Regions from separate parts of the Macaca mulatta genome. Here region 1 is linked to region 2. A link is a contact called in public Hi-C data. All regions are on one chromosome and are shown on one strand. Each heading gives the region's core, a stretch centred on a gene start, on an enhancer-like site or on the middle of the called end of the contact. The rest is flanking DNA. Distances are from core to core; before and after follow the strand shown.

Region 1 (6,558 bases), core at 2,052-4,551, 320 kb before region 2:
CTGGAGTGCAGTGGTACGATCTTGGCTCACTGCAACCTCCACCTCCTGGGTTCAAGCAATTTTCCTGCCTCAGCCTTCCAAGTAACTGGGATTACAGGCTCCTGCCACCACGCCCAGCTAATTTTTGTATTTTTAGTAGAGACGGGGTTTCACTATGTTGGCCAGGCTGGTCTGGAACTCCTGACCTCAGGTGATCCGCCCACCGCAGCCTCCCAAAGTGCTGGCACTACAGGGCTGAGCCACTGCACCTGGCCAACACCCTGATTTTGTACTTCTAGCCTCAAGAACTGAGACAGAACACATTTCTGTTGTTTTAAGCCACCCAGTTGAAAACTACTATAGTTGATGACAGAATGAGAACTAGACTCCAGATTTTTTAACCTCTAGTCTAGGCCTCTTTTACTTCATTGCTGCCTCCCCAAGCCAGCAACAAACATTTATGGAATACCTTCTTAGAAAGTTTACTTATTTGGAAAAAATCGACACAATCTGTAATTTTTAAGCACTTTAAGTTGTTGCCTGACACACAATAGGTATTTAATAAATATTTTACTGTCCAGTTGATAAAATGATAGACATTAAAATGTTATATTTTGTTATACAAATCTAAGATATTGTTATGAACCATTTTTTACCTCTGCATACACCTATGCACCAGACTCTAAATTTATTTACAAGGTTTGTATATTGAAGAATCCCAAGGCTCCATAACTCTCTCACTGCTACCGTCTCAAAGATACACGAGGTTCACAAGTCCTGCCTGTTCCCTACTTCTAGGGGTGAACAATTAAAAGGAAAGCAATCTGAACAGCCTTAGGACTCTGAATCCTACAAGGGTTGTTTTCATTTTTGCTGAGTCCATCTACACTCATTTAGGAACACGCAGAAGGGAAGCTAGGAAATCAGGGGAGCTGCCCATTGCTCTAAAGGAAGTAGGTCACAGGGCACTGCTCCCACCCACTCAGCCAGGGAAAAGAATGGGTGGTGGTGGGTTAACAGTTACAAAGGGAATGAGGGAAACTAGGGAGGACCTGCCGGGCATGGTGGCTCATGCCTGTAATCCCAGCCATTTTGGGAGGCCAAAGCGGGTGGATCACCTGAGGTCAGGAGTTCGAGATCAGCCTGGCCAACATGGCAAAACCCCATCTCTACTAAAAATACAAAAATTAGCGGGGCACAGTGACAGGTGCCTGTAATCCCAGCTTCTCGGGAGGCAGGAGGCGGAGGTTGTAGTGAGAGATTGCGCCATTGCACTCCAGTCTGCGAAAAGAAGCGAGACTCTGTCTCGAAAAAAAAACAAAAAACAAAAAACAAGGGAGGAGCTGATTCACTAGAACAACTCTTAGAGTGACTCAGAAGCTAGCAGAAAATAGCCTGTTCTCCCACATCTGCTTCATTGTCAGGCGATGAGGCACTTCCTCATTGCATACCCATAGGCAGAGCAAAGGGGAGGAGGAGGAAATGGGATTTTTCAAGTTCCTTTGCCTGTTCCAGCACCTAACACTCCATATTTGTAATCATTTCAGACATTTTATTTCCAGTCAGTATTTATTGAGTACCTACTCTGTGCCGGGCCCTTCATCTTACCTTTCAGATTGTCAGTGTTCAGAACACAAGGCATGATGCCTTTCTGAAGTTCGGTATATCCTACATCATTACACCAGATTCACTTATGCTGCTATTGAGCACCTCCACACATAGTCTTGCTGTCCTTCATGTATAGAGATGACCCTCCCAAGCCTAAAATCAACAGGGGGAGGCATGGAGCTTTCCTTCTGGCTCTAATGTTTGCTTTACAATCATCCACACCCATTTTTAGTCCACCATGTGAGAGCCAGTGTGAAGTGAGCAGAATATGGCATAAGTTTGGAGTCATACATCCTTACTGGAAATTATTTACTATTTACTAGCTCTATGACTTTATTTGACTTCTCTGAATCTCTATCTTCTCATCTGTAAATTGGACACAATGGTGTCTATCCTACACTGTAGGACAGATTTCTCATACAGTACTGAAGATGACATCAAATACCATTTAAATGAAAGTACATGGCACAGTGATAACATGATAAATACTCGTTTACTTCTTTCAGACTATAATCGCACAGACTGATCACATCCCTCGGTCAGACTGTAAACTGCATGGGGCAGGCGGCATCTGCCTTGAGGACTGTTTGCCTAGGCAAGTACTAGGTCCCTAATGCTGTCTTGCGAATTATAATTGCTAAGTTTAGGGATAATGTATTAAGTGTACTACATTATTTGTGCATTATAAATATTCGTCTCAAATATTTACTATATTGTATTTAAAATAATGTGGTTATCGTAAATGTAACCAGCTGAATCAATCTGTGAGCTGACAGCCATTCTGTGGAAATGGAATTCAGAAACTTTGACTTCAGGTAGGGATACAACTAGTTATACATCCACTCCCCTTTCTGAGTTACTCGGTCCTGCCTAAGACTTGCTGCCACCAAGATCTGCATTCCTGTGTTCACAAGGCAGACATTCCTTGCATCCTCTGTACTCTCCATTGTTTAACTTCACGGCAAACACCATTCCCCGCAATATAATGAGGCCAAGGACAGAAAAAAGTCGCCTCAGCTGGCAAGCATAGTGTGGAAAAACCTGCCACACAAATTTGCAATTATTCGACTTCTGCCTGGAAAGCAGGTCGGCTGGATTTATGTCCCCCAAAATTAGTATTCTCTTCTGTACAAACTGTGGTTGAGAGAAGGGTGATCTCCAGGTGTTTCATCTTTGCACCCTTGCTTGCAGCACCACGCCCACAGTCGCGTCCAGAAAAAAGAAAAAAAGGGGGGAGCAAGGAAGCCAGGTTTTCAACAACTAATTCATTCTAATGCAGACATCAAAGCCCACTTCATTTATTAACATTCTGGAAAAAATCCCAATCGATCAGGCCACCAGAGCCCTCCTTTCCTAAACTCCCCGTACAGTCAGGGAAAAGCACTAAGCACTAGCCACGGTCCTGCCCAGAAACCACGCAGAGGTGGAAAGTTGCAGACCAAGGGCCGGGAGGGGCACGAGCCCATCCTGAAGCCCGGGACCGAGGACGGCGCTTCCTCCCGGAAGTGACGCGAGCTCAATCCCAGCCTTGCTCTTCCCAAACAAAAGGGATCTTGGGGCCCCGGGAGGAGCCTGAATGACATTGGAGAAGCTCCGCCTCCAGCCGGCGCGGATTGGGGACAATGCTGGAGAAGCAAGGAGGCGATTGGCGCTGGTGAATGCCAATGCCCCCGCCGGGCGGCTGAGGGGGCGGGGCCTCTGCCGCTGTGGATGGGGAGTAGAGGCGGAGGGGAGCGGAGCCCGGTGCGTCGTGGAAAGGTAGGAACCACACTCCCTGGGGCTTGATGATGGCTGAGAGGCCGGGTTCTCAAGAGCAAAGCAAGTATAGGGGCACCGGTAGCTTCCCGCCGCTGTCCTAACGGCCTCTGGGCCCATCCCCTGAGGGGGCGGGGCCATCTCCTCCACCTCCCGGTATTCCCCGAGGAGGCGGCTCCTCATCCTTTGAGGGTCCTCACAGCTACTTTTTGTCCCTCGTCGATTCCCAGCTCCTCAGAAGGGGCTTCCCTCTGATACCCCTCATTCAAAGGCTCTTCCCACCCCGCACCTCAGCCTTGGAGGAGAGGACTCACAGGTACCGTACCGATTCTCTAGGCTGCCGCCCCCAACCCCGTTTTGCACCCCCGGAAGGCCAGACATCCCTCCCTACACCTGTCTCTGCTCTCCAGGGTGGGACTGGAGCTGCTTTCCTCCGTAAGATAAAATTAGTGTTTCCCAAAAAAGAGGGATGGGGCGAAGCAAAAATCAAAGACCGACCTAGACAGCCAGCTTTACCGAGGAAACGGCTTCTCCCACTTAAGTTCTTCCCATCCCCCATTCTCTGATGCTCAGTCTTCCTCCCGCCGCCCCTCACATCCTCTGGCCTCTTGTGAGGAGTCGAGAGCTCTCCTGTTTTGGGACTTCTTTGGACTCTGAAAGAGGGAGAACTAGGACCTCCTCTCCCTCGCCCTTTGTACCTTTCTTCTACTTTCTGTTCCTTCTGGGAGAACCCAGCCTCTAAGGGTTTCTTAGGTTTGAATTGCGTTTCATTTTTCCTTTTCCACCCTATTTCTTCTCTGAGAACTTGATGAAAAGCCATGTTATATTTCACAGTGAGGTGGGTGTGTTGGATATCTGCAGAGTTGGCTTTGTGTGGGCAGGAATGCAGTGTATGTTGCTTGACAGTCAATGAATAACACCATGTTTTCAAATGAAACAGTATACATAAGTAAATAAATAGCAGTGGATTAGGAATGAGTATATCCCAGTCTAGGATGGGCTGGTCCATTGCTCAGGGAGACTGCAGTTAACCTTGAAGGTATACTGCAGTTTGAAACAAAAGGCAGGAAGTGTTTGAAGAAAATTCAGGGTCAGTCATCTAGGCTTATGATTAATCTAGTCCTGTGTCCTTTGGTTACTCTCTAACCCCTTTTTTATAGTGTCTCCCCCGCCCCCAGGAAACATTCATGTATATTTTGATTGGTTTTACGATCATCTATCAAAATTTAGACGATGAAAAGTAATTTTTTAATCTCAGAGATCAAAGTAAATAAAGGCAAGGTGTTCTAGCTATTCATGTTTACCAAAAAGTGCCTCTAGTGTGCTCCTAAAGGTTTTGTCAAGTGGCCTTCATTTCAGCAGGTGCAAAGTGTTGATTTTGACCTCAAGTTAATGTCGTTGAATCCCCAGTAATCATCTATCGCTAGCACTTTTATATATTAAAATTTACCATATTTTTAGCATAGTTTTTTTTTTGCTTTCAATCTCAAGTCCACCTCCCCGCTGTCAACTATAGCCAAAGCTGATGGCAATGAAGTTCAAGGAGTTGGAATCACAGAGGGTGATTGTAATGACTGTTGTCTTTTACCTTCTTGATTAGACTTCCTGAGGGTAATTATTTTTGAATAGTTAGAATTGAAGGTTTCAGAGTGCTCACAGATCTTCTTAGTGAGCGTTTCCAAATCTCCAATAAGAAAGCACAAAGAAGAAACTGGAGGGTGTCTCTAGCAAACACAATGTGTGCTGCAATAGAAGGGTAAAACATGGGCTCCCTGCAATAACAGCAGAAAAAGCTAAAAGTAGAACAGAAAATCCCAAAAAGATAAGTTGTATTACATCAGCAGAGAACAGAAAATAAACTAAGGTAAGAGACTAAGCAAACCAAAGTTGTGGTGATTGCTGAGCTTTAATAGGAAAAAGCAAATAATGTTCTTTTATTATTTAGCACAGTAAGCAAGATCTGTTTGTTACACTTTTGGGTCTTGAAAATCTTTCCTTTAACCTTTTCAACACCTGTTTGGTCATGCCAGATGAAGAAAAGCGTACTATGCAGGGGATATATGTCTGATCTCTCTCCTTGAATTATAAATTCTTTGAGGGCAGATAGTAGTATTTTTTGTTTTTCGTCTTTGTCTCTTTCACAGTTCCTGGTATATAGTATGACTTAATGAGTGTTTGTTTAACTTAGTTTGAAGCTGTCACCTTAGGGTAGACTGAAAGGCAATGCACTGATTAGATGTGGCACAACTTGTTAGTATAAACCGTCTACTTGTTGTCTTCATTTAACTTGATTTTCCCCATCTGCTGTCTTATGAAATTCCAGTGTCTTAAGTGACTAAAATTTTGAATTTCTTATAAAGAAATATCTGTGAGGCAGGATGTGGTGGCTCATCCCTGTAATCCTAGCTACTTGGGAGGCTGAGGCAGGAGGATTGCTTGAGCCCGGGTGTTTGAGGTTACAGTGAGCTATGATCATGCCACTGCACTCTCCAGCCTGGGCAGCAGAAAGAGACCCTGTCTCTTAAAAAAAAAAAACAGTTAAAAAAAAAAAAAAAATATATATATATATATATATATATATATATATATATATATATATATATAAAATCTACTGGTTAGAAAATACTATTTTTACTGTCATGAAATTTGCACCAGACTTAAGAACATAATGAGTGCTAATCATTTCAGGATTTTATTGTTTTAAATATCTGACCCGATAGGAATGAAGTGAATTTAGAAGAGCTCACTAGGGACTGATTGTTTACTGATTTTTGCTCAAGAATAGTTTCTGAGGCCAGGCTCCGTGGCTCACACCTGTAATCCCAGCACTTTGGGAAGCCGAGGCGGGTGGATCACGAGGTCAGGAGTTCGAGACCAGCCTGGCCAACATGATGAAACCACATCTCTACCAAAAATGTAAAAAATTAGCTGGGTGTGGTGACATGTACCTGCAATCCTAGCTACTCGGGAGGCTGAGGCAGGAGAATTGCTTGAACCCGGGAGACAGAGTTTGCAGTGAGCTAAGATTGCATCACTGCACTCCAGCCTGGGAAACAAAGTGAGACTCTGTCTCAAAAAAAAAGAGAATAGTTCCTGAGTGTCTGGTTTTAACAAGTTACTGATCTACTTTGGGACTTTTAAAATGGATTTTTAGTTGATTTTGTGTTTTTAAAGTAACATTAAAAATAGGAACGGGGCACAGAACAGCGTTGGGTC
Region 2 (6,146 bases), core at 1,876-4,375:
AGCTCGAAATTCCTAATCTCTGGGTCAGGGACAGGTCTCCCTCGATGGGTTAGAATACAGTGGTGGGAGGTGGATGATGACCCCACTTGGGAGCTGGAAAACATGAGTTTCAATCTAATCCACTTGCCAACTTGGGGACTCCAGGTAGCTAAAGAGCTGCTCAGGGATGCGGGACGTCCAGGGAGCAAGCTTCTATCTACTTCACACATCAGGGTTTCAAGTCAGACTTCATTGGCTACCAGGATTTTGATGCATTTACAGTTTAATAATCTCTAAGGTCCAATCTAGAACAGATTGTCCCTCAGCACAAGTCATACCTGTCCAGTCACAAATAAGGAGTCCCTCTCTAGGACCAGAGTAGCAGAACCAGCTACCAGGTGGTAGGTGGGTAAAGGAAGAATAGTTACAGAGTCCCTAGGTGCCAGGCACTCTGTCGGGCATTTTGGCAGGAATTATCTCCTTTGGTCCCCAGATGCCTGGGAGGTAGATGGTGTACTTTCCATTTTGACAAACTAGGAAACTAAGGCTCAATGAGGTTAAGACAGATTCAGAGCTGTGGCTTATAAGCGGCAGGGATAGCATCCATAGCAGGACTGTGTGACTCAAAGCCGTGCCTCTTCGACATGTCACCTCAGCGGTAGGAAGGAGAGCAGAAGCAGGGAAACCCAGAGGACAGGGGCAGCAGCCAGCCAGCTTCCCTGGTCCACCCCACCCCGTCCCCAAAGCCCCAAGTCATACAAAGGAGGCTCAGTCCCAGCAGTGCCCACAGCTCGAGTTTGGGCAGGCTGCCTTCCTCCCCCCTTCCTCCTGGGCCTGCCAGCAACACTGGGTCACTCAGCCCCTGGCAGGGGACAATGACCACACTGTAGGGAGCCACACATCCACCACAGCACAGTGACTGAGAAGAATCCACCAGGGAATCACCTCCACCCACTCTGGAACAGTCCCTTCCTCCCTTGGTCCAGCTCACCCACAGGCCCTGCCCACCCCTCCCTGTGACTCAGGGCAAGGAGTCAGCTTCCCGGGCTTCCAAGTGTCCCCCACCCCCAGCACACACGGCGAGCATCTGCACAGTTCATCACACCTTCGCAGCTTCCCTCACTTCCTCCTTCCCTGGGGAGGGGAACCGGCCTCCAGCCGGCTGAAGTTCCCAGGCTGCAGGAAGAGAGGGCGGGCTCTGGAGCTGAGATGAAGTCAAGGCTGTTGGGAAGGGGGAGGGGGCTAGAGTCTGGGTTGGGAGGAGTCCCAAAAGAAGAGACAAATGAGGGCCAGTCCCAGCACCAACCAGGCAGGGAGCAGTTAAGAAAGCGACGGTAACCTGATCTCGGCTTCAAACCTAGCTTTTTCTCTCAGTCCCACATCCTGTCAAACTGGGCTGACTGAAGGCCTCTACTCCCCACACCCCGCCACCACCTCACACTGCCCTTTAGGAAACGAATCCTCCAGCCCCAGGCCTGTTCCCTTCAACAGCAGATCCTAGGTGGCCCTTCCCTTGCCTCCACACACATTCACAAAACTGTCGGTTTTGTGGACGTGAGTCAGAGAATTTACAGGAGTTCAAAGTACACAGCCACACTCTTCCCACCAGAAAATGGACTCTCTCTGATTCCCCAGAAGACAAGCAAGAAGGCTTTCACCCTGCCGGCAGATAGCCTCCAGAAATGGAAACCACCCTCCAAAAAGAGGGTTCCTCGGGAATTCTATCCAGGTGACTGACGCTAGGATTTCTTCCAACTCCTCCACCCACTCCATTAGTTCACCTTGCCCTGTTTTGTAAAGATGGGCTGGGGTAGCCCCACCCTGGGGTGGGCAGTGTTGGAGGGCAATCACTACTGGGGTGAAAGCCAGTCACTTAGGCATGAGTATGTCACTGCTGTCCCCCCAGCAGGGTAATTCAGATGGCACCAGAGTGGAAAGAGGCAGAGGACAGAAGCCTGGGGTTGAGGCATGCGTTAAGGGACCTGGAGCCTCCAGCTCAATTAGAAGACCTTCCCTCCAGGCTATGGTTGGGCCGGAACAGCAGGCAGCCCAGGCCAGGCCAGGACACTAGGCCCAAGGCCAAGATGGCATGGATAACTCCCTATGGGAGGCAGCCCCAGAGGGACTGTCCCACTGACCCCTTAAGAGGGGCAACTGAGCCCCACACAGGTCCTGGAATGGAGCCTGGAACTTCTGGGGCCTTCCCCAAGACAAGACAGTGTGGATACACCAGATCTCTCTCCAACCGCTCTCTTGAATTCCCAGATGATCCAGAGCGGCCGGTTGACTTTGCTGACCCACCCTACACCTAGGGAAGGAATCCGTTCTGGAGATACCAGGAGATACCTCATTCTCAACTTTAAAACCAGAGTGAGGGTGGGACTCGGCCTCAGGATCCCAGCCCCAAAACCCCAGGATACACACACACACACACACACACACACACACACACACACACACACACACACACACACACACACACACACACACACACACACACACACACACACACACACACACACACACACACACACACACACACACACACACACACACACAGTTGGATCCTTCCCCATCTCCCTTATCCTCAACACAAGCGGGCTCCAGGAACCGTCTAGGGCGGCGTCCAGACCCTGCCGAACAGTGGCAGGTCCCAATGGTCACATCCCGCCCCTATTCCCGCCATGCCTCCCTCCTGGCCTGGAGGAATTCCCACCCCATCCCACTCTAGGTCCCCTGCGGCCGCCCGCCCTGGGGGCTGGAGCGTCTGAGTTGAGGCTCCCTCGCCCCTCACCCGGCGGGGCAGGTTCCAGGAAGCTGGAAGGAGAGGGGAAGGGGCTCCGACTCGGACCTCAGGAGGCGAGAGCCCCTGCCAGCAAGTCCGGGCCCCCTCGCTGCAGCCCGGGGAGGTGCCGACGCGGCCGACCCCCGCCCAGCCCGGATGCCGACTCCGCAGGGAGGGAACGGGGTCCAAGCCCAGGCCGAAGCCCCCTCCCTGCACGGGCCTCGATCTCCGGCCCAGAGAGGAAGGCAAAGTGCTCTCCCGGGGACGAGTTCCCAAGACGCCCCGCTGCCCGCAGCCCCGGCCCAGGGTACCTTCGGTTCCGCCGCCTCCAGCTGCGCGGCCGGTGCCTGAGGCTCAGACTGACCCCAGGGCCCCGCCCCGCCCTCCTCCAGCTCCGCGGCGGGGAGGGCGGGCCCGGCAGGGGGAGGGTCGGCTGGGGGCGGCCCTTGGCTCGGCCCGCCCCGGCCCCGCGCAGGGCGGCCGCCGCTTCCCTGGTCCGCAGGCCTGGGGCCGGGGGCGTCCACTCCGCCAGGTAGGGGAGGGCCACGGGGTTATTCCGGGACTGCGGAGGAGCCGGGCGAGCGGGGCCAGCACTACCTGGGTGAACTCACTCTGCCCAACCTTCCAGCCCCTAGGGGAGGACCGGCGTCGGGAAAGTTAAGAGTGCTCGGGGTGGGGTCAGGAAGGGCCGCTGCTGCCCTCCTGTGGCCAATCAGCCACCAGCTCTTGCTGCACCTGGGACCTCTCCGGAGGCGGGACTGGGAAAGGGCAGCCCCCGGCACGTCCCAGGGCCCGGCGTGGGTGTGTTGGTTGGGGGAGATGTCCACTCTCTTGTTCCTAGGATCGTACAGCCCAACGTCATCCCCCAAACTTGAAGACCTCTCAGAGCCGTTCAGACCCAGACCAGCGTTCCTCCTCACAATTCGCTTTCCTCCCTGGGCCTGGAATTTCCAGGAGTCCAATTCCTACCTACTCCTCAAAGGGTGCTCCTAGAAATGCTTCCGGATCCCAGCTGGGAATTCTGTTCCCACTTCTAGTTCTGACTTGGTGTATAGGATACTTACCTACACGCGTATCTCCTTTTCCTGTAAGGAAGCTGAGGAGGTGGGAGTAGAATGAGGACGTCCACCAACATTTCATTGGCTTGTGCTTGGGACACTACACAGCTTAACCCTTTCAATATTCATCACAGATCTTTGGGGAAAATATACCCATCCCTTTTTGCCCATAGGGAAGCTGAGGCTCAGAGAAATCAAGTGGCTTACACAAATGTTTTTGACTTGTGACAGCAAGAATTCACAAAGCCGGGCCTGTCTGGCTCCAAACTGGTGGTCTGGCCCTGCTACTTCCCAGGCTCCTCCAGCCTGTCCCTTCCCCCGTTGTCTAGCACAGTGAGTGGCACGTAATAGGTTGCCAACAAATATTTGATGAATGAATGAATGTTAGGAGTCATACAGACTTTATCTGAAGTGCAATCCAGACATTTGACAAATGTGAAAACTGAGGTCCACAGCAGTTTGACCCCAGGCCTCTTAACTGGCTCAGTAAACATTTCTTGAGGGTGAACTGAGAGCTATGTTTGGAAGATCCATTTCTGCCTTCAAACAACTTAAGAGTCTAAATGAGGAATGCAGACAATTTCAAGATGGCTAACATTTATTGAATCCATATTACATGGACCTGGGTCCACATACATTAACTACAAAAATCTCATGAGGTAGCTATCTTCATTTTACTGAGAAGCAAATTGAGGTTCAGAGAGGTTACAAAGCTAGTGCTGGGTCTGACACTAGAACCCAAACAACTGAACTCTAGAGCCCCTGTTCTTAATTGCCACTCCCTACTGACTCCTAATGTAGACAGTTATGATACAGGAGGTCATTGCTGTAGTGTGGGCCTGTGTGGCTGTGGGATACCCAGTCCTGAACAGCAGGTGAAGTTTTCAAGATAAGGTGATGTGTAGATTTCTTTAATTAAAAAATTTTAATTTTTTCTTTTTTTTTTTTTTTTTTTTTTGAGACGGAGTCTCGCTCTGTGGCCCAGGCTGGAGTGCAGTGGCCGGATCTCAGCTCGCTGCAAGCTCCGCCTTCCGGGTTTACGCCATTCTCCTGCCTCAGCCTCCCGAGTAGCTGGGACTACAGGTGCCCGCCACCTCGCCCGGCTAGTTTTTTGTATTTTTTAGTAGAGACGGGGTTTCACCGTGTTAGCCAGGATGGTCTCAATCTCCTGACCTCGTGATCCGCCCGTCTCGGCCTCCCAAAGTGCTGGGATTAAAGGCTTGAGCCACCGCGCCCGGCCTTTTTTTTTTTTTTTTTTTGAGACAAGATCTCTGTTGTCCAAGTGTGCAGGGCAAAATCTCAGCTCACTGCAGCCTCAACTTTCTGGGTTCAAGTGATTCTCCCACTTCAGCTTCCCCAGTAGCTGGGACTAGAGGCGTGTACCACCACACCTAATTTTTGTATTTTTTGTACAGATGGGGTCTTGCTATATTACCCAGGCTGGTGACAGGCCTTTTCTAATTATTTTGCTCATCTTTATTTTTGCTTCCCTTAGCTTACTTTGGGTTTAATTTGCTGTTCTTTTTCTAGCCTCTTAAGGTGGAAACAGATCACTGATTTGAGATCTTTATTCTTTTCTACTATAAGCAATACTCTTAATTTCCTTGGATGCTTAACTGCTTCCCACAGGCACTCACCACTACATTCAGCTATTTTTTTATTTTTCTGTAGAGATGGGGTCTCACTATTGCCCAGGGTGGTCTTAAACTCCTGGGCTTAAGCAGTCCTCTCACCTCTGCCTCCCAAAGTGTTGGGATTACAGGTGTGAACCACCATGCCCGGCAGTAGATGTTGGATAAGTTGGAGCTACTAAAAGCCCACAGTTATGCAAACCCCAGGAAGGTGGTGGTGGTGGTGAAAAATGAGGCTGGAGAAGGAAGCAGTGGCTGGATCATGAAGGTCCTTATATGCCATGCACAGGAGTTGAGTGTTGATTTTGTTCTAGGCGCAGTAAGGAGCCACTAAATGTAGGAGGCCAATATAGTAAAAGGTGGTGGTGACTGAAGGCAGAGAGAGGTGGAGACAAGTAGAGAAATATTTTTAAAGGTCTATAGTCAACAATACTTAGTGATCAATTACCTTGATGGGAAAGAAATGAAAGCAAAGGGTGACCAACTCCAGGATTTCTAACTGGAGCAGCAGAGCTGGTGCACATTGAGGGGATATACCAGGAGAAGGAACATGTTATGGAGGGCAGTGGTGAATTTAGTTTGAGGTATTTGAATTGAAGTGCCAGCGGGCTGTCCAGGAGATGACTGGAATGTGTGGATCTAAAGCTCAGGAAGGGTCTGGGCAGATGGGTGAAGCCACAGAAGTGGCCAGTG

Evidence for each region. A called contact is a pair of places that touch in the nucleus more often than the background predicts.
Region 1: a contact with region 2 is called in a Hi-C map of fetal cortex germinal zone, with 4 times the contacts expected there. The contact joins the promoter of CTTNBP2NL here to the promoter of RHOC in region 2. A contact is called at or near these places in 4 of 14 Hi-C or Micro-C datasets (blood, fetal cortex germinal zone, fetal cortical plate and 1 more).

What each region holds. Positions count from the first base shown.
Region 1 is chr1:127,871,188-127,877,745 of T2T-MMU8v2.0, reverse strand. CTTNBP2NL (CTTNBP2 N-terminal like) reads left to right here and starts at 3,301. Exons shown (of 6, transcript NM_001257547.1): 1 at 3,301-3,345.
Region 2 is chr1:127,550,776-127,556,921 of T2T-MMU8v2.0, reverse strand. RHOC (ras homolog family member C) reads right to left here and starts at 3,125. Exons shown (of 5, transcript XM_015148464.2): 1 at 3,076-3,125.